Linked DNA regions of Mus musculus: region 2 is linked to region 1. A link is a contact called in public Hi-C data. All regions are on one chromosome and are shown on one strand. Each heading gives the region's core, a stretch centred on a gene start, on an enhancer-like site or on the middle of the called end of the contact. The rest is flanking DNA. Distances are from core to core; before and after follow the strand shown. Region 1 overlaps Skap2 (src family associated phosphoprotein 2). Region 2 overlaps Skap2 (src family associated phosphoprotein 2).

Region 1 (6,258 bases), core at 719-3,218:
CAAATGTTTGCCTTTGAGGGTAGGGGGAAAAGAGTTTTTCTCAAAGGAATCCAGTAAGTTGATGAGCTTTTCATGCCATAGCCACAAGATACTGCAATGTCTGTCTCTTGTGCCACAGAGCTCTTTCAAGCCATCATTCAATGCCTTCGCAAAGCAAGCCGTCAGGGACTCTGTGCTTGCCACTAGGAGCACTGAGCTGACAAGAGTGTTGCTTTCTGCCTAGCATCTCATCTTGTGAACTTCTAACCTCGCTCAAGAATTTGATGTATATTTTTTACATTGACTAATTTTGCAGGAAGAGACTCAGTGTTGCAATGTAAAATCTAAAGGTAAAGCTGAGTTCATCTTGTCTCCTACAAGTCGCTTCACATTCACTCATCTTACAAAGGTCATGTATATTTATAGGTATATAGATGGGCCCGCTTGATGTTTTTAACAATATAAAAATCTGCTGTCCTTTCTAAAACACTTTTCAGGCTTGCAGTACTTAGGGAAAGGGTCTCTGGTGTCGGCATCATGCTTCATTCATTGTCAACATGCCTTTTATAATCTTGTGTTTGTGGACTATCTGGCGGTTACTTGCTTAATTTGTACTTTGGTAACAATCCTGTTAGCTTTGCCAAATATGTATTTTTATAAAAATTTAAAAGCTCATTGTGTACATTTTTCAAAGGCTAGCTAACTTTCCTTTTTAAACCTTCTTTCAAAAGTAATTCATGCCCCTCAGGACAGCACACATAGCAAGGTGACATTTTGTGTGTAATTTTCAAAATATTGACTGTGGTATAGATAGAATGGTGTTAACATGCCGAGTAAAGACAGCGAAACCACATTATCTGTGCTTGTGAGTGTTCCATAGTCTACAGAATGCCTGCCTTTCTTGGGGCCAGGGATGGTTCTCAGCAGGAAGGCATTCTGACTAGCCTACTCGAGGCTCTGCATCTGCTATCCCTGTGCCACAAAGCAAAGCAAAGTCATGTCCTGTGGGTTATCTCCCCGAGCACAGGCAAAGACTGCTAGTGTTTGTGAGCCTTCTGTGCTTTCAAAGCTGTTTTTGTACATGAGTTTTGTCTATGTGTGTTTAGAGCCACTCCATTTTAGAGATAAGCTATAGGAGCTTCCTGCTTTCCACAAATAAGATCACTCCTGATTCTTTTTGTCTGGCATGCTTTCCGGGGAGGCAGCTAGCACACACACTGCTGGCCTTCCCCTCACTGTAGATGCCCGCTCTTCACTTAGAACGCCAGTCATAGACGCACAGATGGCACACAGAGTGCTCCTCAGCGGTGCTCACTGTCCATGGGACCGACCGTCCGTCATTTTTTGGACTCCATCATCATCAAGATTACAGGAGGCACAGTTGAAAATGTGTCTTTCCCCGGCTCTGCTGAATCCCTGGCTCTTCCCTGACTTCCTTGCAGCAGTGAGGTTTAATGGAATGCCCCTGATGCACATCTAGGGAGAGATGCATCTTGTACACCGTGGGGGTCTCTCCCCTTGCTGCTCCTGTAACTCCCATTAGTGTTAATGGGAGTCTCTCCAAGTGTATCCAGGGAAAGAGAAACCAAAGTGGTAAGAATGTGTATTTAAAATCACTGGATACTTGGGGTTTTTTGTCCTTTCTTTCCTCCCCCTACTTAAAAAAAAAAAAAACAAAAAACAAAACAAAAAACAAACAAAAAACATGTTAATTGAAAAGTACTGTGAGAAGGTCTGAACCAGAGGAGGGCCCGGACAGCTGGGACCTGGGATCCCACAGCTCCACCAAAAACTTTGACCTCAGTTTTTCAGCCAAAGTTTGTTTCTTCCACGTCTTCGGACCAAGCCTAAGGCCTGAGCAGCGTGGGGAACAAGTTGGGGGGTGGGGGAAGGGCTACTGGGGAAACTAGCTATTTAGACCTTCTTTGACTTGGCTAGAACTGTGTGGCAGGCCTCACGTGTGAGATGATGTCATCCTGTCTGCTCTAACTCCTTGACTTTCAAGCTGACACTGAGAGACCACATGGGGTGCAACATTTGACCCAATTAGCAGTTGATTTAATCTGACAGGAATGTTTCAATTCTAAATCTCTATTTGTCTAAATAAGTGGTTTTTAAAGGAAATCAGTCACTTTATTATTAAGTGATTTTTAAAAAAAAAAAAAAAGAAAGAAAGAAATGGTCAATGCTTGGAGGTATCTGGCCAGCTGGAGTGCCCTCTAGTGTCTGTTTACAGAATGTATTTAATATATGCCTGGGGGCTGGGGGAGGATGTGATAGGGGTGGCCACAAGCACTATTAGCTCCTGGTTGGATTCTGGGGCTTGCACATGCCCCTGCTGGTTTTAGTGCTCTGAGCCCAAGTGCTACTACAGTGGAGAGGCCAATACAGGGTCGGTCTCTCTCTCTCTCTCTCTCTCCCTCTCCCTCCCTCCCTCTCCCCCCTCCCTCTCTCCCTTCCTCCCTCCTTCTTCCTCCTCCTCCTCCCCTCCCCCAATCCTATCATGCCGCTCCTATTGTCCCTCTCTTTCCATCCTAAAAAATAAAAATTAACAGAGGATTCTGTTAGGTTGTATTTTCTAGTCCTTGTTTATTTTCTCACAAATTTAAGTGAAACGGTGCATCCCACAAATACTTAGATTCCATGTTATTCAGATTCTCCTTTTTAAAAAATGTTAAAGACATTAAGGAGAATTTAAATCTCCTAATAAATTAATACTTTGTGGAGATCAACACTATGCTGACTGTACTAATGTGGCCGTTTGTATTGAGGTTGCCAAGACGCCTCTTGTTTAAAAGTGAGATGACAAGCCTGATCCAGCATCCATGTCCACGTTATCCCGTGGATTCAAAGCTGACATTGCAGCGATGGAAGCTGTCAGCACATCTGTGTTCCGCCTGGCTAGTGAATACACGGGCATTTTGTGTCTTATTGATATAACTTGCAGTCTTTTTTCCTTAACTCATCAGAACTCAATTATCACGAAATTAAAAACAGGAAACAGTTCTCTTGTGTAACAAAAGCATCCAGCGTATTTAACTGTGTGCTGTGTTTTAGGAGCCACATTGTGTGAGTGACAAAGCATACATTATCCAGTTACTGTGGTATTACGGAGCGACGAGCACTAAATAATCAATCAGTTAATGGTGTGTATGGCAGTTTGAGCACTTCACATCCATTGTGCTTATGCCAGGAGAAGGATGAACTGATAACGCCACTGTGGGAGCCTAATGTCCTAGACCTGACGAACAAAAGTCTGCATTAGCAATTTCACAGCTGCAAAAGTATTTTAGAGACAACTTTGAGAGACTTTGGATACAAATGCTTTATATTTGAGTATTAAAGTATGCTATTATTATTATGCTCTTATCAAGTGTTCTAAACTCCATGAAATTGTTACTTCAGATATGTCCAATCTGTCCCTTAGATATTCTGATGGTACAGTAAGACCAGTTGCTCTTTAAACACATAGCGAGTGAGCTTAGGACTTTCCATTAAAAATGAGCAGAAGCACCTTGCTATTTGAGAATGTAATTGCTACAGGTTATAGATTACAGATAGAAGTGGAGGGGGCCATGAAAAACCAAACCTTCTGAAACAATCTTCATGAGCATGCTCAGGAGTAGTTGCAGGTTCACTAAGATGTACCATGATCCAGGCCAGGGCTTCTTTCTTGGCAATCTAAAATGGTTCTTTAATTTCTTTTGATTCAAGCCTTAACCCCAAGTCTCTCTCTCTTTTTCCTAGGAGATAAAAGCACTGATTACGCTAATTTTTACCAGGGTCTGTGGGACTGCACTGGAGCTCTGTCTGATGAGTTGTCCTTTAAGCGTGGTGATGTGATTTACATTCTTAGCAAGGTAAGAAAGTTACCCCCCACCCCACCCCACAAATGACAGCTGTCAACGGGAAATACACAGCTCAGTTCTCCTGCATTTAAATTTACAACACAAGGGAAAAATGCCAGTTGGAATTCTTCTAGGTCCTAGTTAACAATTGGAAGTTCACAATAATTAATTATTTTGTCAAGTGAACTATAATCAGAATTTAAACACAATCAGATAACAGGATTCAACTTAGCCGTGTGTTTACCTGTCACTCTAGCCCTTGGCAGGCATCCACCTACTGCCTTATCCAGAAACAATATACTTATGTGAAAGTTAACATTGTAAGGTATTAGGTTATTAATTATGTTTTTCTTGCTTCTTCCTCCTTATTCTTCTGTGTGCTTATTCTGAGTTTGCCTGCCATTCTCCAGTAGAAACATTGTGTTTATAAAAAAAGGTTTTCATCTTTGTGTAAACACATTGGGTGTTCCAACAATTTAAAGGCTCTATATTCAGACAAGTTGAGGTAATTTTTTAAAGTTTAACACACTATATTTGTAATTGCAGTACCAAAGTATATTGCCACAAACTCATCTTTATGTACATGAGAATCGTGTCTTTGCTTTTTAAGACACTGCACTGTAGAACCTGTCTGCTCCAGACATCAGTTTCTGATGCAGTGTTGGAACTCTCTTAATTTTCACTCTGAAGTTTTTCCTACTGTACTATAGGGATTTTTAAAAATGTTTTTAAGCTTATCTTAGCACCAAATCATGAATGAAAATGACTTAAATATAAGCAGGGAAATGTTATATAGGTCATAAGTCTAACACTTTATAACCCTAAAATTATTGAGCTGAGAAATATTTTGGATATTTCAGAAAGATGATATGTGTTATTAGATACAAAGAGAATTTGAAAATAATGTCACATTTTGGATTTTAATGTTGGTTGGCTGGCACTGAAAATCTTGACCCAGCTGGTCACAGAATCTTAGAGTGGGCATCTTAATGAAGATTGTCTATTCTTGGTGCAGATAGAGTACATGAGCTAGCTATATTATCTTGACTCCTAGAGTAGTTCATTTCTGTCCCTTCTGCTTAATCCCATCCCATCCCATCCCATCCCATCCCATATAAAGCATGTACAATACCAGGACACATTCTAGACATCAGGAATCCTAAAGAATAATACATAAGCACTTGGAGATTAGTAGGAGAAGTGCGAGAAGGAATATTTACTAATAATACAGATTACGACTTATTGAGAAGCCCAAAGCCAAGGCTGGTTGTGAACTCCAGTCAGCCTCCCAATGGTGGGATCCATGGGTTGCTATGTTATCTTACTGTCATATCCACATGACAGCTTTTGGCTAAGTCTGTTATCAAACATTTAATTGTCCCAAGTTAAAATAGCAGCTTTTAAAGTTAATTACTTAACAGAAATAACACTGTTTGGCCCAGTTCTTATCAGGAAACTTTCCTGAAATTCCTCCCAAATTTACCAAGCTCACTGTTTATTTAACTAATGTAGCTGTGAGTATATAAAATTCAAAGGTTGATTAACTTGTATTTGAAATTTCAGAGTGTAGGGATATGTGGTACAGCACTGTATTCCTTTGCACACGTGGAGCTTGTAAAGCCCACATGGGCTGCTTCTTTTTTTTTAATTTATTTTTTATTAGATATTTTCTTTATATACATTTCAAATGCTATCCCGGATGTTCTCTATACCCTCCCTCCGCCCTGCTCCCCTACCCGCCCACTCCCGCTTCTTGGCCCTGGCAAGAGAGGCCCCTTGGTATTGGGGCATATAAAGTTTGCAATACCAAGGGGCCTCTCTTCCTAGTGATGGCTGACCAGGCCATCTTCTGCTACATACGCATCTAGAGATACGAGCTCTGGGGGTAGTGGTTAGTTCATGTTGTTGTTCTACCTATAGGGTTGCAGACCCCCCTCAGCTCCTTGGGTGCTTTCTCTAGCTTCTCCTTTGGGGCCCCTGTGTTCCATCCTATAGATGACTGTGAGCATCCTCTTCTGTATTTGCCAGGCACTGGCATAGCCTCATATGAGACAGCTATAACAGGGTCCATATGGGCCTCTTCTTAAGGCCCTCTCAATGGTACCTTGGGCTGCTGGAAACTCAGGCAGACAACCCACCCCCACCCCCTCCCCCAGGCAAAGTGGCACGGACTTGTCTCACTTCCGCCATTTCCTGTTCCTGTGAAATTAAAGGTGTAGTCCTAGTGTGCACTGTCCTTCCTGGATGCTGAGGGAGGGTAGAAGTTGAGTTCTCTGAAACCTGTTTAAGACCTGGGGTTAGAGGTAGCCCAGCTCACACGTAGCCTTCACTTCCGTCTGACCATCGTAAATGCTGTTATCTGGGAGAGAACTGGCCTCCTCTTTCAGACCTTTGCAAGGCTCGATGTTCCAACAACATTGGGTTCCTTCCA
Region 2 (5,837 bases), core at 144-2,643, 72 kb before region 1:
AGGATAGCATTTGAAATGTAAATAAAGAAAATAGATAATAAAAAAAACCTAGTGAATGTGTTAGCAGGAGTGCTCCTCTTTCTCCACATTCTCTCCAACATGTGTTGTCACCTGAGGTTTTGATTTTAGCCATTATGATTGGTGGAATCTCAGGGTCATTTTGATTTGCATTTCTCTGATCACTAAGGACTTTGAACTTTTCTTTAGGTGCTTCTCAGCCATTCAAGATTCCTCAGTTGTGAATTCCTGGTTTAGTATATACCCCAGTTTTTGATTGGGTTGTTTGTTTTTTTGGTGATTAACTTCTTGAGTTCTTTATATATTTTGGATGTTAGCCTTTTATAGGATGTGGGGTTAGTGAAGATTTTTTCCCAATCTCTAGGTTGCTGATTTGTCTTTATCAACTATGTCCTTTGCCCTACAGAAACTTTCCAGTTTCATGAGGGCTCATTTATCAATTGTTGATCTTAGAGCATGAGCCATTGGAGTTCTGTTTAGGAAATTTCACCCTGTGCCAAATGAGTTCAAGGCTCTTTCCTACTTCTCTTCTATTAGATTCAATGTATCTGATTTTATATTGAGGTCCTTGTTCTACTTGGACTTGAGCTTTGTACAAAGTGACAAATATGGGTCTATTTTCATTCTTCTACATACAGACCGCCAGTTAGACCAGCACTATTTATTGAAGATGCTTTCTTTTTCCATTGTATATTTTTGGCATCTTTGTCAAAGATCAAGTGACCGAAAGTGTGTGTAAAAAATTAATTAAAAATAAAATTAAGTTAAAAAAGAAACTGATGTAACTTAAAAAAAAAAAAAAAGAATGTGTTAGAAGGAGGTTAACTAAGTGACCATAAATTGATTTCTACCTTTCAGCTTCATTTCACCTGCCTTATTCAGGAGTTATCCAAGGTTCAATATTTAAAGGAAATATAAACACCAGCTTTACAAAGCCTATGGATAATACTTGTCTTTCTCTTAAGAGTTCCCCATCAGCTTCTTTTGGAACTAAAATTTATTGCCAAGTTAGTCTATTGTCTCTCTAGTAGTGGTTAAATATGCAGATATCTTTACAAGGGCACCACAATGCCATCTCCTTTCGGCAGAGTTTGGTGGCTATAAAATGGGAAGTCTTACAAAGTAAGCAAATATAAATACTTATTTTTTAAGAAAGTTTTTTAACTAAGGAAAACCCCCACATGTGTTATTTTTAACACTGAGTTTTACATGCACCATGCTTTTGTTCAAAGGCTAAATATGCCCTGTTTTATATAGCCTGAAAGAATTACTTTTGTTAGTGATTGTACCCTGCTGAGGGACAGGCTTATGTCTTGGTCTTCTGTCTTTTGTGGTCCTAAAGACAAATGGGCAGTAGCTCTAATTATCTTGTAAAATAAGCAATAAAACTGACATAGCAATAGAACTTTTACCATTATAATGGTCTCTGTGAGCACATTCTTGTACTCCAACCTCAGAGAGCAGGACTTTGCTATGTCTTAGCTGCTACTTTGTGCAATTGTGTTAGGCTAGGACAAGCTGGGAGAAAAACCCAGTCCATGTTGTTTCTCAAGTGAAAATAAATTTTAACCATATGACCATTCAGAAGTTAGGAAAGTTGTTATATTTACTTTGATTTTACTGATGGTAAAATTACTAATGAAAGGCTTCATATTTGTGTGTAGATCTGCAAACTCTGGTTGGCTACCTGTTTTTGTTAGCCGGTAAGCAAAAGGTAGTTTCCACAGTTTAAAATGATTAAAAAAGAATATGTTTCCCAGCATGTGAGCACAATTTGACATTGAAGTCTCATTGGCCATGAGTAAGGTCTTATTGGGATATAGTTGAGCCCATTCATTTCTGTATTGTCTATGCTGCTTTCAAGTGAAAGGTAGTAGTGAACAGTGTGACACAGTCTGTCTGGATGGTGGAAAACCAAGGTTGTTTACTCTGCATACTGTCTAGATAGCTCCTCTGCAAGAATGGGACCCGTTATACATGCAGAAGCTGGCTGGCGGAGGGGTGGTGGGATTTTAAGAGAGGAGTGGTACATGCATGGATTGAGTTGAGCAGAATAAATGTCTGGCATGGTAAGAGCACTGAGTGTTTGCTCCAGCCACACATTTGCTTCAGAGGATTCTCTTAGTACCGACTCAGACAGGCTGTTTTACAGGAACCAGTATAGAGAGGTTAAGTAACTTGTCTAAAGTTAGGACTGAAAACAAAAGTTGGTTTTCCAGTTTAGCCCAGTGACTTTCTCAAAAGTCATACTTTGTAAATGTCTTCCATTGAACGTGTTCTATTCTCTAGTAAGAGTCAAGGATACAGGAGGAAATCCTAATTTGAAAATCTGAAGTTGAAAATGACACGCCACTACAAATGGAAAATTCCACACCATGAAACTTGCACAAAATTATTAAAATATTATGTAAAATTACTATTTAAATATATATATCAAATGTATTTGAAACATAAATGACTTTCATGTTTAAACCTGTATTCTGTCTCCCAAATAATCTCGTCTTGTTTATGTAGATATTTCCATATCAGAACTGAATTAATTCTGTTCCTTCCTATGCATTTTAGATAAGGCTGCTCAGTGTGTCTTCTTCTTTAGGGGGAAACCCTCACTGCTTCTCTAGCGTATAATATTACTGTGCTTGAAAGAGCTTAATTTGAAATTGAATTATTTTAGTTTATTAGAGATTATAAACAGGTTCTCCACTTATAAAGCATAAACTACTTGTTCTTTTTTTAAATTATAAACATTTTAAAATCTGTATTTGAGTGTTTAATTTGCATGCGTGTATGTATGTGCATCATGTGCATACAGTGCCTGAGGTGGTCAGAAGAGGGCATCAGTTCTGAAACTGGAGTCACAGACAGTTGTGAGCTGCTGTGTGGGGGCTAAGAACTGAACCCAGAGCCTCTGCAAGAGCAGCCAGTGCTCTTAGTCACTGACCATCTCTTTATTCCTATTTTAAAATTTGGAAACAGGGTCTCTATGTGTAGCCCTAATGGACCTGGAGCTCATTCCATGTGCAGACCAGGCTGGCCTTTAAGTCACAGGCAGTGACGTAATCCTCTTGTTTCTGGTTCCTAAATTCTGGATTACAGTGTTTATCACCAAGTGCAGCAAGTATTTGGTACTGTAAAAGCAGACCTCAAATGTGATTTTTGTTGTTTATTTTTAGCTTCTGACCTATTCAATAATTTTTCCTTGTAGTTGTTTTCAACTACTTTTGCCACTTGTAAGTCAATATCCTCAAGTAACTTCTTATACCCTTAACTTCAAATCCTAATTCTTAGGAGGCTGACTGAAAGGCTTACCTGATCCAGTGGTGCTTGGGTCCCTCCCTGACGCAGTGCCCTCGCCCCTACAGTCTCACCCTTGCTGTGTGTCCTTCCCTCCTGCCCCAGTGCCCTCGCCCCTACAGTCTCACCTGTACTGTGTATCCTTTCCCTCCTACAGTCCCACCCATGTTTTGTGTTCTTTCCCTCCTATAGTCTCACCCTTGCTGTGTGTCCTTCCCTCCTAGTCTCACCCTTGCTGTGTGTCCTTCCCTCCTACAGTCTCACCCATGTTGTGTGTCCTTTCCCTCCTACAGTCTCACTCTTGCTGTGTGTCCTTCCCTCCTACAGTCTCACCCTTGCTGTGTGTCCTTCCCTCCTACAGTCTTACCCTTGCTGTGTGTCCTTCACTCTTACAGTCTCACCCATGTTGTGTGTCCTTCCCTCCTACAGTCTCACCCATGTTGTGTGTCCTTCCCTCCTACAGTCTGACCCATGTTGTGTGTCCTTTCCCTCCTGACCCAGTGCCCTCACTCACCTTGTTTTAGGGTTTGTAGTGAAACAAGATTTCTCCACTTTTAACTGTATTGTTGTTTGTGCCGAAAACCACTCCTTGTGTTTCTATGTTGGTTTCAGCTTCTGTCGTCACCCCACAGACCTCCTTCCTGAGTTGAGACCCCACATGGCTTTTCTGCCCCTCGTGGCTCTGCATCCTTTTTATTTTCTGTTACTCGCTTACCACAATTTGTAAGTTCATGAGGTTTTGTGTACCTTTTCTGCCTATCTTCCTGACTATATTATTGTAAGTTCCACCACTAAGGGGCCATGAGACTTGTTTACTTTTGTGATCTTCATGCATGGCACAGTGCCCACCATGTAACAGGCCCTCAGTAAATCTCTGTGTAATGAATGAATAAAAGCAATCTACTCTCAGTGCTACTGTTTGGTATGAGACCTCATCACAGTGAAATACTGTAGCTGCCTCCTAAACTAAAAGCCCTCTCAAATTCCTTTTATGTTTCTAATTCTACCCTGCCAGATTGATTTTATGAAATAGTACATTGATAGAATCATTTGCTTCCTCAGATCCTCCAGGAGTGGCAGATTGCCCACTGAATCAAGTCCAGGCTCCTCTGCTTGTTTTTAAAGCTCTTCTAATCATAATCTTTTACTTCTCTTTCACATAACTCTTTACTTTTATAGGCTAGCCCCTTTCATAAGTCATCAATATTTATTCTAAATGCTTACTATCTTCCAACATTCATAAGAAGGCCTGCAGCTCTCCTGCCTCCTTAAATAAATTCAGCCCTTCATTGCTTGATTTCCCATGCAGCTACTGCTTGATATACATTAGAACTTAGATTTTGACCATGTTCTTGAACAGATTCTTCAGTGTAAGTCTTGTTTTTACAACAGTATAGAGTAGCCAATGTGAAAGTTTTGCCTCCAAATACCACTAAGAAGCAGAGTTCAATTGAAACACTGTTTTATAGAATTGTATGACGTGCTCTGTCATAGGATTATCTAATTGAGTGTTATAGAAAAATGGAAATTTTTTTGTCTTGGATATTAATTGGAACATTTGATAACAGTGGAAATAGTCACATTTTATCTTTATTAAATTTCATTGATAATTATAAGGCTTCAGATTTTTGTGACATGTGACGCAGAACTACTTATAAAATTAAAGGTGCTCATTTATTATTTCAAAGTATATGGTAATACTATAAGGTCAAAGGCTGTGTTCTTTCTGGGGAAAATGATCATAGAAACATTCTTACAATTCTTAAAGACATTTAATATTCAGTTGATGGTAATTCTTAATATTTTAGAAATTGACCATCTGTTAGATAGACATCTTTTTCCTGAGTTCTAGAGATGGCCTTTAGGCCTGGGTAGGCAAACACTCTACCACCAGCTTCACCCACAGTTCTTGGAATCAGTTATACCAAATTCATGTTTTGATTCATAATCTAACAAAGAACATTCACTGCCTCTGTTATGTAGACTATTTTAAAACAATTGAATATTAGCATCCATTAAAATTTATGACTCACTACTTTATTTCAATTAATAAGTGAATTTAACTTCTTAAGTCCTTTGAAACTGTAGACAAGTTTAGAATGCCTTAGTTACCATGACAGACATTATACAGTCTCAAAAGAAATGACTTTTAAAACTACTTTTGATGTTGACAGTGCACACCACTGAAATTCATTAATTTGTTTTGATTCTTTATTGTATCAAATATTTGAGGGGCAGTAAATTAATTTTGCTTTAAATTTGTTACAGATTATATGGACATAGAGTATATACTATATATAATTTATTTTATAGATTTTATAATTTTGTTATCTTTAACCACAAAATGAATTCTTTTAGATGTATTAGATACATTTTTTAATATAATGAAATTTCCTGAAGTTACCTGCTAGTGAGTGGCAGGACAGGAACTGGAAAGCCAGACCTGACTCTTGAGACCATGGTGACCATTGTGCTCTCCTCTTACAGGTACAGTGTAGAATAAGGAATGAGTGCAATGATAAACA

Evidence for each region. Hi-C and Micro-C count contacts between places; a contact is called where the count stands out from the background.
Region 2: a contact with region 1 is called in a Hi-C map of embryonic stem cells, with 3 times the contacts expected there. The contact joins two enhancer-like sites. A contact is called at or near these places in 1 of 39 promoter capture datasets (the HPC-7 cell line), 1 of 15 datasets of contacts at CTCF or cohesin (the NIH/3T3 cell line), 6 of 484 Hi-C or Micro-C datasets (the C2C12 cell line, conventional dendritic cells, embryonic stem cells and 3 more), 3 of 115 datasets of contacts at active chromatin or transcription factors (the HPC-7 cell line, cardiomyocytes and embryonic stem cells) and 3 of 9 other capture datasets (adipose tissue, embryonic trunk and liver).

The regions. Positions count from the first base shown.
Region 1 is chr6:51,872,056-51,878,313 of GRCm38.p6, reverse strand. Skap2 (src family associated phosphoprotein 2) reads left to right here. Exons shown (of 13, transcript NM_018773.2): 11 at 3,727-3,839. Among named protein-coding and RNA genes, the nearest start is that of Skap2, 140 kb to the left of the region's middle. Within about 2 kb of position 1,968, at least 61 of the 459 cell types and tissues checked have an H3K27ac peak or open chromatin away from gene starts, as enhancers often do. A contact at or near this core is called in embryonic stem cells, where this site is marked.
Region 2 is chr6:51,943,432-51,949,268 of GRCm38.p6, reverse strand. All of the region lies in intron 4 of Skap2 (src family associated phosphoprotein 2), which reads left to right. Among named protein-coding and RNA genes, the nearest start is that of Skap2, 66 kb to the left of the region's middle. Within about 2 kb of position 1,393, at least 9 of the 459 cell types and tissues checked have an H3K27ac peak or open chromatin away from gene starts, as enhancers often do. A contact at or near this core is called in embryonic stem cells, where this site is marked.